Regions from separate parts of the Mus musculus genome. Here all the other regions are linked to region 4. The links are chromatin contacts, called in public ChIA-PET, Hi-C and promoter capture Hi-C maps. All regions are on one chromosome and are shown on one strand. The core of a region is the stretch at or near the end of the contact, and the rest is flanking DNA. Distances in the headings are between cores, read along the strand shown.

Evidence for each region. Promoter capture Hi-C pulls out the DNA fragments that hold promoters and counts their contacts. Hi-C and Micro-C count contacts between places; a contact is called where the count stands out from the background. ChIA-PET counts read pairs in DNA pulled down with a chosen protein or histone mark.
Region 1: a contact with region 4 is called in a promoter capture Hi-C map of macrophages, with 6 read pairs. The contact joins the promoter of F2rl1 here to the promoter of Aggf1 in region 4. A contact is called at or near these places in 5 of 39 promoter capture datasets (the 3T3-L1 cell line, embryonic stem cells, macrophages and 2 more), 5 of 484 Hi-C or Micro-C datasets (the G1E-ER4 cell line, embryonic stem cells, epidermal suprabasal cells and 1 more), 15 of 115 datasets of contacts at active chromatin or transcription factors (effector CD8 T cells, embryonic stem cells, epiblast stem cells and 6 more) and 2 of 9 other capture datasets (adipose tissue and pancreatic islet).
Region 2: a contact with region 4 is called in a Hi-C map of the C2C12 cell line, with 2.0 times the contacts expected there. The contact joins the enhancer-like site here to the promoter of Aggf1 in region 4. A contact is called at or near these places in 9 of 39 promoter capture datasets (the 3T3-L1 cell line, the SN4741 cell line, embryonic stem cells and 2 more), 1 of 15 datasets of contacts at CTCF or cohesin (embryonic stem cells), 36 of 484 Hi-C or Micro-C datasets (the C2C12 cell line, the G1E-ER4 cell line, the N1E-115 cell line and 11 more), 9 of 115 datasets of contacts at active chromatin or transcription factors (the NIH/3T3 cell line, bone marrow-derived dendritic cells, embryonic fibroblasts and 4 more) and 3 of 9 other capture datasets (adipose tissue, embryonic stem cells and liver).
Region 3: an RNA polymerase II ChIA-PET map of memory CD8 T cells shows a contact between it and region 4, with 100 read pairs. The contact joins the promoter of F2r here to the promoter of Aggf1 in region 4. A contact is called at or near these places in 2 of 39 promoter capture datasets (embryonic stem cells and hippocampal neurons), 1 of 484 Hi-C or Micro-C datasets (CD8 T cells) and 1 of 115 datasets of contacts at active chromatin or transcription factors (memory CD8 T cells).

Annotation. Positions count from the first base shown.
Region 1 is chr13:95,523,867-95,527,066 of GRCm38.p6, reverse strand. It overlaps F2rl1 (coagulation factor II (thrombin) receptor-like 1), which reads left to right and starts at 1,827. Exons shown (of 2, transcript NM_007974.4): 1 at 1,827-2,030. The coding sequence starts at 1,940.
Region 2 is chr13:95,552,606-95,555,624 of GRCm38.p6, reverse strand. No RefSeq gene overlaps it. Among named protein-coding and RNA genes, the nearest start is that of Gm32640, 5.3 kb to the right of the region's middle. Within about 2 kb of position 1,379, at least 52 of the 459 cell types and tissues checked have an H3K27ac peak or open chromatin away from gene starts, as enhancers often do. A contact at or near this core is called in the C2C12 cell line, the SN4741 cell line, liver and 1 more, where this site is marked.
Region 3 is chr13:95,617,102-95,620,130 of GRCm38.p6, reverse strand. F2r (coagulation factor II (thrombin) receptor) reads left to right here and starts at 1,665. Exons shown (of 2, transcript NM_010169.4): 1 at 1,665-1,844. The coding sequence starts at 1,757.
Region 4 is chr13:95,373,648-95,376,626 of GRCm38.p6, reverse strand. Aggf1 (angiogenic factor with G patch and FHA domains 1) reads left to right here and starts at 1,270. Exons shown (of 14, transcript NM_025630.3): 1 at 1,270-1,781. The coding sequence starts at 1,569.

The DNA of each region.
Region 1 (3,200 bases), core at 578-3,077, 150 kb before region 4:
AAATCAAAACATAGTGTGAATAGTTTATCCAAGGTTATAGAGGCACAGAAGGAGAGAAGCCAGACCACACCCAAGGCTACACAAAGGAAAAAGCTAAGTTCCATTCACATTCCCAAAGAACTTCTTTGAGACACAGCCACGGGAGACCCCTCCAGAGATGTTCCATTAAAGAGAATTGTCTCAACCCTTGGGCTGCTTTTTCTGACCACTCTTGAGTGTGTGTCCGTGTCCATTACCTGTCCATTTCTGTTATCTAGAAAGGAAGCATTCTATTTTCATGGCCTATTCAGGACCATTTGCTTCTCTTCCTTTGATTTCTGGCTGTGTGTGATCCCGTTGGGGCAGAATGAACAGGCAGAAGACTAACCATCCATCAGGCATGTTGAGGTGTGACCCAGATCTTGCATCAGATGGAAGCTGCATTCTACACACTTATGGGACATGGCGGTGACCACTTGGCTCAAGGCTGCGCAGATATTAATAACTATCAACAGTGACTGCCTGACCCTTCCCTCTGGAGTGGAACCCCTCTGCAACATGCCAGGTGGATGTCCTCAAACCTGAGAGAAATGGCTAACTCCGGTCTCTCTTCTAACTCTGTCATCATTTCAGAGCTGTCCAGGACTGCAGCCAGCCCTTCCTACATTGAAATCCCCTCTCCGTGGAGACACCTGCTTTGGGCTCATCCGAGTCTCTTCCGTTTATGAATCCTTCCAGTATCTTCTCTGTAATTCAAACCACAGTTTTCTTGAACAACAGTAAAGTCTGACTTATTGTCCTAGTTTTAATTTATTTTTAAGATAGGGTTCTACTATGTAGCCCAAATGGTCTCCAATTCTTTATGCTCCTGCCTCTGTCTCTGTGGGGGAGATTCACTCTGGTCCTTGGACATGCTAAGCATGTGCTCTACTACCAAGCTACACACCCCAACCCATGCTTATATATTTCTTTGGAACATGGGATCACGATGCAGAAGAGACCCGAGTGGAATCAGGTATAGAGCAACAAGTTGTGGACAAATTTCAGTCATAGACTTGAGCTTGGACATTTACAAACTGTGCCAAAGAACTGTGTAACCCCAGAGGCAGCAAACATTCTAAGTTCCATCTCCTATTCTGTAAAATGGGAAGACAGATGGAGCGGGCACATACAGTGCTGAGGGCATTAGACAAGCTAACAGTACTGAACCATTGGCGGTTAGTGCTTCCCACACATCCAGGTTTGTTTAATGACACTGGATAACAGATGAGTTAATCCCAGAACTGGTGGAACAATCCTGGCACCCCAGCACTTAGGAGGTCGAGGCTGGAGAATCGTCACAAGTTTGAAGTCAGGTGGGTAGTAGGGAAAGAAAGCTTTCGCAAAAAGGCAAACCAAGACAACAATCAACAAAACAATAACCAACAAGAACCCCTTTCATATCGGTCCCGCACTGCCCATTACACCACAAAGCCTTCCACACCAATTACTGAAGACAAAGGCAACTAGCATAGACTTTCTAACATTCACAGGATGACCTCACTGGTTCTCTGAAGTAATTAAAGGTTAAAGATAGTTTTGGACATCGCCCAGGCTCTAAAACCCTGGGTCCCAACCTTCCTGTCATTTGCATTCCAATGTAGCCACCTCACCGGTCCAGCCTCACCCGCAGGCGACTCCAGCAGCCAAGTGGACGCTGGCCAGCACACGGGAGCTACGGTCAGGCTGTGCTGGGCCAGGTGGCCCGGGGTGTGGCCTGCGTAGGACGTTCGAGGGGGCGTGGTCTCCTGGGGGCGTGGTCTTCCGCAGGTGCGTCTAGGGGCTCCGGTTTCACTGAAACAGGTCCCGCCCCAGGAAGGCTCAGTGAAGCTCGTGTTAAGGGAAGGGACCCTGTGCTCAGAGTAGGGCTCCGAGTTTCGAACCACTGGTGGCGGATTGCCCGCCCGCCCCACGTCCGGGGATGCGAAGTCTCAGCCTGGCGTGGCTGCTGGGAGGTATCACCCTTCTGGCGGCCTCGGTCTCCTGCAGCCGGACCGAGAACCTTGCACCGGGTGAGCTCGAGCGGCGAAGGAACGCTCTGGGCTGGTGGGGGAATCGGGGAAGGCGGGCACACCCCCTGGACACTCTCTGTAGCTTTGATGGGGGTCCCTAACCAGGACCAATCAGCCGGGACACCTAAGTGCCACCAAAGACGCGCTAGAAACAATCCTGGTCTGGGCACTTCCAATCTCTACTCGTCGACGTGGTTCGGGGAGATAAGGAAGGAGCGCCCGCAGGACTCAGCCTCCCCTCCCTGCGGTCGTTCCTTTACAAACACTGAGTCAGTAATTGGTTTTCGCGGACCCTGCGAACTACGTCCTATAGGGTCTTACTAGACCCCCGGATTATAGCAGTTTGATGGCTCACGTATGGGTGGAGTGAGTGGGAGCCCGTGCCCTGGGAAGTTCCCACCTCGAGTTTTACACTCGCACCCACCCACTCACTGAACCCTTTCTTTGCGGGTTGAACCACAGTGTTCAAGACCCACTCGGGGCTACGGTACCTGGCATCGCAGTGGATGCGCTGGGCACGGGACTCAGGCGGTTTGAATGTCACGTGGTGGTAGAAGGGGCCCTTTCGGACCCTTACCAGGTGAAATCTCCAGCCTAGAGATTTCGAGACCTTCCCGCCGCCGGGAGCGAACACTGGCAGCCACCCAGGTCTCTCTCTGAGGCTGCCATGCCCAAGGAACCGAACTGCAGGAAAGCGGTTCGGGGCGGTGCTCCTCTGGCCCGCTGCCGGCTTGGGCGTTGCAGCTCCTGGTGAGCTCGAACTGGCCCTTCTAGAAGCCACGGAGACCTCTGTAGGCTGTAGGGTGGGGTGGGGGGGTGTTTGCTACCAGTGATAGCGCTATTGCAAAACCCGGCCTGGCGTTTCCGTTCTAAACTTGCTGTAGTCTTAAAGGCTATTTCTCACTTTTACTTTGTCGTTAAGTTGTAGAAGAGCGTCCAACCCCTCTCCGTTTGCCTGTCATTTAAAGTTAGAAATTTAAAAACTCAGGAACAAAGTGTGTGCAAACTTAAAAAAAAAGTGGTTGGAGGTGATTACTTTCGTGATTTACCTAGTATAGGAAGCATACCCTGATTAGTCGGCTTCCTCTGTTTTCAGAGTGAGGAGATTGGGAGGTAGAGGTTCCTAGCGTACGTGGTGAACTTGATTTTAACAACAACAACAAAAAAATT
Region 2 (3,019 bases), core at 130-2,629, 180 kb before region 4:
CGCTGGGCGGGGTGATGGTGCACGCCTTTAATCCCAGCACTCGGGAGGCAGAGGCAGGAGGATTTCTGAGTTCGAGGCCAGCCTGGTCTACAGAGTGAGTTCCAGGACAGCCAGGGCTATACAGAGAAACCCTGTCTCGAAAAATCAAAAACAAAACAAAACAAAACACTGACTGCTCTTCCAGAGGTCCTGAGTTCATTTCCCAGCAACCAACCACATGGTGGCTCACAGCCATCAGTAATGGGATCTGATGCCCTTTTCTGACACGCAGGTGTACATTCAGATAGAGCACTCATATATATAAATGCATCAATCAATCAGTCTTTAAAGAGACAATTGTTTGAGTTCAACTTTGTGTACCTCGGGATGCTTAGCAGCATCAGTGGTGTGCCAGCCCAGCTCTGCCCCTAGTTGTGATAAGAAAGAAAAGGGAGGGAAAGAGGAGAAAAGAAAATATCCAAATATTACCAATGCCCCTGACAGGGTCAAAATGTCCCCAGTCAATGCTCATTAACTCCGCCTTCCTTACCTTTGTCTCATCCCGGAGCCCTACCAGCCACTCTAAATTCTGGGGGGTTAGGTTTCTGTAATAGTTAGCCTTGATTGTAGGTTTGTGCAAATCTAGAGTCAACTAAAACGCAACCTACTAGGCACTCCTTTGAGGGATTTTCTTGAGCAGATTCATTGAAGCAGGAAGTCCCACCCTCTGGTGGCGGCCCAGGTGTAAGGACATGGGAAAAGGAAACTGCTCTTTGACTGTCACCTCCATCCCTCCCGGCAAGATCATCTGTGACGTTCCTTCGTTCCTTCATCGAGACTAGAACCAGCATCTCTGAGGATTCCAGCACAGACAGAAGAGCAGCAGCAGCACTTCACAAATCTTCCAGAGCTTCCGGGCCCCACTGGGGCTGCTGAGACATCCCGCCTCTACCAGACTCTCAACCTCTCCTGAGTCAAACAGCCACTGTTGGATTACCAAGAACATTATCTTGGAAACCAGGCTAATAAACCATCTTTTTAAAGGCTCACTCATTCTATCTTGTCTGCTCCTTCACAGTTTTTCATATGCAAATCTGGGGGCAAGCGATCCAGACATTTACACTAGAGTGAAATGTTATAGAACTGAGGATTCTAATCAATAACCGGACCCAAAGAGCTGGCAGCAGGCACTTTGACCTGCACTGACACAGTCTATCCCAACAAATCCTTCCCGTCTTCCAGGTGGGGAAACACAGCTCAATGACTATTTGGTAAGCTGCAGTGCAGGAACAGAAATTCAGTGTCATTTCCAAACAGCAGCGCTCTCCCACTGCAGGGCACACAGAACTGTTCCATTCACCTCGTGATCAGTGATCGCTGACAGTTGATTAAGCCAAAGGACAGCTATCATCCTGTATTTGGCTTTCAGGTTGCCCCAGGGCAAATGAATTGGACTCAGGCCTGGAAGAGGGTGAGGCCTGTGGGAATACTTGGCTATGGGGAGTCAGCGGCCAGCCTTGCCGGCCAGCACTTCCCACAGGTATGCTGTGGTATTGACACAAAACCCAGAGGCACACTAGCAATAAGGAAGTCCACGGCTTCCGGGCCACACAGCTGGCAGAGCTAAAGACCACAGGCCAAAGCCAACCACACAGCCATGCTCTGCTACCCAGAGGCACAGTATTCACCAGCAAGCTCGCCAGGCCACTGGCTGCTTCGTGAGGCTCCACCAACATGCTCATGTCATGCTTTTTATGAAACAAGGATTTTCTTTTTTTTTTAAAGATGCAAAGTACAGAACAAGATAGAGAGAAAATGCAAATATTCCTCTCTCCTCTTCACTCTTCCCTGACCACTGCCTTCCTCAGAGAAGGCTGTGTCTAGCTCTTCACAGAACATCCTCTACTACTGGGCACATATCTACCCATTAGAAGCATGCTCGCCTGTACATTGGATTTTTCAGAAAGTGTATAATCATGGCTGTGCTCATTGGCTATGCCTCTCAATATACAGAGGACACAAATTTGGAGATCTCCCTAGTGTAGTTACACAATGCATGTATACCATTGGAAGACACTATTTCAATTATGTTTTTATGAGCAAATGATTTGTCGGTAATTTCCTTGAATCTTCTTCATGTCATGTTGGTCTATTAAGATTACATGAAGGGGCTGGAGAGGTGGCTTAAGAGCATTTGCTGTTCTTGAGAGGACCAGGGTTTGATTCCTACCACCCACATGGCAGCTCACAACTATATACAACTCTAGTTCAGGAGACCCAGTGCTTAGTCCACCCTCTGTGGACACTGCATGTCCCTAGAGGTGCACATACATGTGTGCGGGCAAAGCACTCAGTCACACAAAATAATTTAAAACTATTTTTGATTACATAAAAATTACAAATTAAGTTCACGCCTTTAATCCCAGCATTTAGGTGGGTCTTTGTGAGTTTGAGGCCAGCCTGGTCTACAAAGGAAGTTTGAGGTCAGCCAGGACAGAGAGAAGCCCTGTCTCAAAACAAGCAAAACCAGAAACCTTCAAAAAATGTTTTAAAAATAAATTACAAATTATATGTAAATCTGATTTTGGAAGAGCAAAGGGAGCATTGAAACTCCTTTTCTTGAGTGTTGGGGCTGTAGTTCAGTGGTAGGGCATGTGCTTAGCATGCACGAAGCCCTGGGTTCAATCCTTGGTGCTAAAGATAAGCAATTTAATTTTCTATGGGTTAGGTATCTCACTCAGTGACGAAGCATTGATTAGGCTGTGTGAAGACAGGTTTGTGTATGTTCATGTGTCTTTATTTTGTGGACTTATATGAGTATGCGTATTATGTGTATGTGTGTATTTATATGTATGTTTATATGTGAGTATATGTGTGTATGTATGTATATGAGTATATATGTGTGTGAGAGTGAGTGTATGTGTCTGTTCATGTGTGTTTGAGTGTATGTGTGAGTATGAGTGTATGTGTGTGTATATATGTGTATTTATATATGTGTGTATATGTATATGCATGAATGGATGTGTGTGAGATCGTGAAT
Region 3 (3,029 bases), core at 416-2,915, 240 kb before region 4:
GAAGGGCAGTCAGTGCCCTTAACCACTGAGCCATCTCGCCAGCCCTGATTCTAGTGTCTTTACAATCAACTGAAGCATCTCTTACAAGCGTATTCCTTGGGTTAATTGCAGCAATTTTCTTTTTCTTGCCTGTGGTCCATAAAAGCGATGAACCTAAAACCCCCACAGCATTTCAGAGAGGTGAGAAAACGATACCATGTTATTATTGTGTGCAGACATGTGCTAATTGTCCCCACTTACCCTAAAATATGCTTTCTCAAAAGATTCCAGTGGGAAGGATTTTACATGGCATTGTCTAGCTGGGTGATTGCACAACTGACAGAGCAACTTAGGAAGATTGTGAGGCAGCTCTGAGGGTAAGGGGAGGAGATGGCCTCTGATCTTGTTTTCTGCATTGATCCAAATGTTGGGATTCCGCATTTTCTTAATTAGTGATTGATGGGGAAAGGTCCAGCCCATTGTAGGTGGTACTATCCCTGGGCTAATGGTCCTGAGCTCTGTAAGAAAGCAGGCTGAGCAAGCGTGAACAGCAAGCCAGTAAGCGGCACCCCTCCATGGCCTCTGCTTCAGCTCCTGCCTCCAGGGTCCTGCCTTGTTTTGAGTTCCTGTCCTGACTTCCTTTACCGATGAACACTTATATGGAAATATAATCCAAATAAACCCTTTCCTCTCCAACCTGCCTTTTTGTCGTGGTGTTTCATGGCAGCAATAGAAACCCTAAGACAATCACAGCACTTCAGAGCGCTAAGCTGTGAGCTGGCTCTTTCAGAAACTGGGTAGAGGACCAGGATTAATTTCCGGGGTGTCTTCCTCACTAGACTCTTTCTAAACAAAATAAGCTGGGGCTCCCTCTCGCTAGGCCTCAGCCATGACCCCCCCCCTTCTTTTGATATCTAACGCTGAAATGTAGTCAAGCACAAACCATAAGGACCTGGGAAGGACCCTTTAAAATTCCTCAGTGCTACCCCTCCTCTTCCCACCCAACATCTTTCTGGTGAGAAAGCCCTGGGCGTTGGGGCCTGTGGCTGAGGCTCTGGCTTGGGTCACCAGGGGAGGCAGAGTTCGGTAAGCAAGAGCTTGGTGAATCAGCGCCTGGATACCTGGTCCACTTCCACTCGTGTGTGGAAGATCAAAGGCTCAACGTGATCCATCTAAGCTCGCAAAATAAAAGAATTTCGAGAAATGTCAAGCACTCTGTCCACATATCTGGGGACACCCTTGTCACTGCAGGGGGGCGGGGGGGACGGGGGGACGGGGGACGGGGGACGGGGACGGACGGACAGAAGTCAGTAGCCAACTTTTAGCTAAACTCCAAACTTGTGTGCAGCCAGACGCCGGGGAGGAGAAGAGACTTGGAGCACCACCACGGGACTGTCCCCGTCTAGCTTCGCTTCCCTTGCTCCACGTCCCAGGAGAGTCATTGAAGCGGCCGCAGGCGCTCTCCGAAGACCCCGAGGGGCTGAGTCACTCCCAGGCTTGCAGCTCAACCACACCGGGTGGGACAAGGGGAGACTGGGGAGGAGCGAGCATCTGGTGCGGTCTGCCGCTTGGGTTCCGGAGCGAGGGGCTGCGGGCACGAGCGGAGACTGCGGGCACGCGCACAGCCCGCGGAGCCCCGCCCCACGCCCCTGAACCGCCTCCAAATACTCACCCAGGGGCCGCGCAGTCGCCTCTAGTCACCCGCAGGCTCCGACCGAGCTACTCAGAAAGAAGTAGGCGACGGCGGGCGCCGGGCCGCGCGGGCAGCCTTGGGACAATGGGGCCCCGGCGCTTGCTGATCGTCGCCCTCGGCCTCAGCCTGTGCGGTCCCTTGCTGTCTTCCCGCGTCCCTATGAGCCAGCCAGGTAAGAGCTGCGGGTGGGTGAGCATGGGGGAAGCTATCAGAAGTTTTAGGTTGCGCCAGCTCCGTGAGGGGGTGCTCCTGGCTGCAACCCTGCCTCAGTTTCCCCCAGGAGCCAAACAGTCATTTGGGCCGAGATCTAGAGGTTCCCCTAGTCACATCCATGTGGGGCGCACCATATCCTCCCCACTCCCCGCACGGCCGATGCTCTTTTGGACTCGGTTTTGGAGGGTGCAGTCCGCGGGCCACCGGGTGTTGGATCCGGAGAGGGGCCCGAGGGTCCGCGGAACGGTCTCCACAGTCGCTTTAATTGTCATTGTGTGGCCTGTTTTACAAGACCACCTTCAGAAAGAAAGGGTCTTGTGATTCTGGGCTTTCGGTGTGCAGTGGAACCACTCTCCTCAAGTTTTTGCTTTGATGGAAACTCGTTTTCTCGTTTGATTTACAAGGAGGGAAAAGCGATGTGAAAGAAAAAATTCACAGTCACACAATAAAGACCGGACAGCCCCCAGCTTGGCCTGGTACCCAGGAGGTGATGAAGGTTTCTGGTTGCAGGGAGTGGAGTAGGTCTTTGTTATCGGAAACCTGTTTCTCTGCATGGAGAAAAGGGACCCCTCTTCAGAATCAGGCGCACCTAGAAATTATCTAGTCTTAGTTTTTTTCAATGGAATTTCTCATCTGCCGCAAGGACATTCGTTACTTACAGTGTATTTTTAAATATCTGCCAGTTTGACCAAATAAATTAGTTTGGTCGACTTATTTCGTCAAATATTTTCTCTTTTCTCCAAAGCAGAGGCGTAGCCTGTAAAGTTCCCAATTGTTTCGACTTTCTTAGTAGGGACACCTTTAGCCGTTCCTTTCACGCTGAAGAAAATCTAGTGGGTTTTCTTCAGTTTTTGTTATCTCTGAAAGAATGTGCACTTCGGTGCTCCCACATGTAAGGATTAGGAGGTGACAAAGAGTGGGGTGTTTCCTGTTGTCTGTCTTTCTTCAGTGTGAGCTTGAGTGGTGCTCATGGGAAAACTCAGAGCCCCACAGAGGGCCCCCACGCCGAGCAGCAGCTAACCAGCCTGCCTGTGTTTGGGTAGCCGACCTTAGACCTTAATCATCAGCAGCCGTGAGGGGGAGGACGATCCAAAGTGTACATGGAGGTGCGAGCTCACATAACTTTAGGTTACTTCCTCGCTTT
Region 4 (2,979 bases), core at 21-2,520:
GGCAGGCCAGGGACTTGCTCTGCCACAGGCTGTCAGTTCACCTGCCTCTGTCTTCTGAGTACTTGAATCACAGGCTTGTATCACCACATGTGACTCTGTACTTTTGAGTAAAGATTTTATTTAACCTTTGTAGCCGAACACTGGAAAAATTCACAAAATGAAAATAAATACTTCTCTTCAGTCTTTTAAAAAGCCCCATCGTATATATTCACTGTACACAGTACTGTGTCGCATAAGGGCATTTTCATACTTTTTTTACATTAAGTATATTCTTTCCTTTACCTTGGCCTCATTTCTCCCCCTTACTAATCTCTTCTCTTCCCCTACACAGTTGCTGTTACTCTCATGTCATAAAAATAATTATCTTTATCCTTATCTATTTATGCTATTAGCAGATCAGATAATATAGATAAATGATTTTATAAATCTATACAAAACCTAGGAACCATGTGTAAGAGAAAACACATGGTATTTGCTTTTCTGGAACTGGCTTAATTCCGTATCTCCAGATATATCTATTTGTAAATATAAACCATTTTGCTACAAATAACTTAATTTTATTTTAATTTATCGTTTAAAAATACATTGCGTATATATGCCATATCTTCCTTAATTCACAACACTGTTGTTAGTCACCTTGTCGGGTTTTGTAACTTAGCTATTATAATTAATATGCCAAGTCTCTCTGTGATATGTTGACTGGGAGTCAGGAGTGGCTTTGCTGGGTCACATACTGACTATGTATAAAAGTAAGGTTTTTTTATTCATATTTTTTTTTTTTTTAAAAAAAAGGCATCCTACAGAACCATCGCGATTATATGGTTGTTTTATGGTAACAGACTAAAGGAGAGCTCATAAGTAGTCCTCCAGTAACAGGAACGGGACAGATGATAGTGATGGTCTTGCAAAGCTATGTAAAGGACATGCTCTTAACAAAGCTATGTCGTGTGAATCCCTTTAGTCTGGGAAGAGAATTCAATGTTAAAGTTCCCATTATAAGGCGAACTTACAAAGTGCACTTCTAAGAATACTTGTACATTGGAAGAACCCTCGATTTTGAATGGGGAAACATTTCACCAATCGGACTCAAACTCCTACACTACAATACAAGGGAAACAATCGGAAGTAAAAACACAGGCCGTTGTTTGGGCACATAAACACCAATTTGTACCCAGCTCCTAGCCCCGTGTACCAGCGCGATCAGACCCTTCTAGCTTTCCGTCGCTTCCTTTTTCCGTCTTGGCTCCGCCCTCCTCCGGCTTAGCGTTTCCGGCTCAGCCCGGAACTAGAGGCTTCCGCTGGGTTCGCTTTAGTTCTCCCGTCCGCTGGCTTCCCGGAGACTGTCACCGGGCGGGTGTCCGCGCGGCCCGGGTAGAGTCGGCTTCGTCCCCAAGCTCGCAGTCCCGGCCGCCGTCTTCGGGGGCGACATGGCCGGGGCCCGCTGCGGTCGTCCGAGCGTGAGGCCGCCCCTCGCAGCCCGCGCGCTCCAGTGGCCCCTGGGCCAGTGGGCCCCGGTGTCGTCCTAAGCAGCCCGGTCCGCGCCCCGCGGGCTCGGCGCTCACGGCCGCATGGCCTCCGAGGCGCCCTCGCCGCCTTCGCCTTCTCCGCCGCCGCCCGCCTCTCCGGAGCCGGAGCTGGCGCAGCTCAGGCGGAAGGTGGAGAAGTTGGAGCGCGAGCTGCGGAGCTGCCGGAGGCAGGTGCGGGAGGTGGAGAAGCTGCTGCAGCACACGGAGCGACTCTACCGCAACGCCGAGAGCGACAACCAGGAGCTCCGCACGCAGGTACGCGGCTGCCGGGGCCAGACCTGCTCCACGGACCCTGGGAAGTCATGACAGCCCAGAGCTGGTCAAAATCCCAAAGACCTGTGGAGCCAGTTGGCCAGTGCCAGCCAATTGGTTTGGGCAGTTGTCTCAGGGCAGGCGAGAATGAACTTCAGCATGGGCTACATGGTCTTGATCGTCTGTCCTACTGGCAATGGGCGCATTTATTTGGGGGGGGGGGTCACGTTTAAGAGTTTTTTGTTATTTGTTTTGTTTGGTTGAGTTTTTAATTCTTATTTTGGTTGATACGAAATCTCCATTTGGGGCCTTGAACTTGCTGTGTAACAGAGGATGACCTTGAAGTTCAACTTTTGATCCATGTCAACACTTCCCAAGTGCTGAGGTTGTGGGCTTGCATTTTTCTCCACCGCCCCCCCCCTTCGCCCCCCAAACACACACATTTGGGATTCAATTGAGAATCTACGCAGGTCAGCCTGGCTTAGGTCTTAAAATGCAGCCCAAGTTTGACTCAAACTCAGACTCCCTCCTAGGCTGGGATTTCAGGCATGAGCCAACACCCACCCATCCCCTTTTGAGAACTTAGAATGCCATTTCCTACCTCGTGTTTCCCTGCTGTTTATAAAGTCAGGGTGATAATAGTGTACAGCAGTGACGTTTAAAAGCAGGAACATAGTTTAGTTTTACACTCTTGAACATACTCCATGTGTAAGGTGACCTCAGTTATCCTCTTGGGTTCACTTGTAGGAAGGTACATCCGCCTTTCTTACAGATACTAGAAATGTGTTTCATTTTCATAATCTGTAGTGAGGCAGATGCTTGACAGTGATGCTTAAAAAACAATACAGTTTTACCTTGTTCATTGAACAGTTGCATATTATCCTAACAAGTTATTTCCAGATACTTAATTTTAACCTAATGTTTTCTCCATAATTTAGTGTCTTATAAAACTACATCTCTAGTCTAGATACTGAAACGTCATCAGACTTTGTCATCCTGTTCTTTATATAGTGTGTATAATGTCTGGGTGGTGTATTTATGCCTGTATGCATGTAGAGGCCAGAGAGTGACAGCAGGTGTCCTCTGTCATTTTATCTTATTCCTTTGACAGATTGTCTTCCTTAACCACGACCTGACATTTTTTGGCAAGTCAGGCTGCCCACAATCCTCAGGGATCTCCTGTCTCTACCACATACAGTTC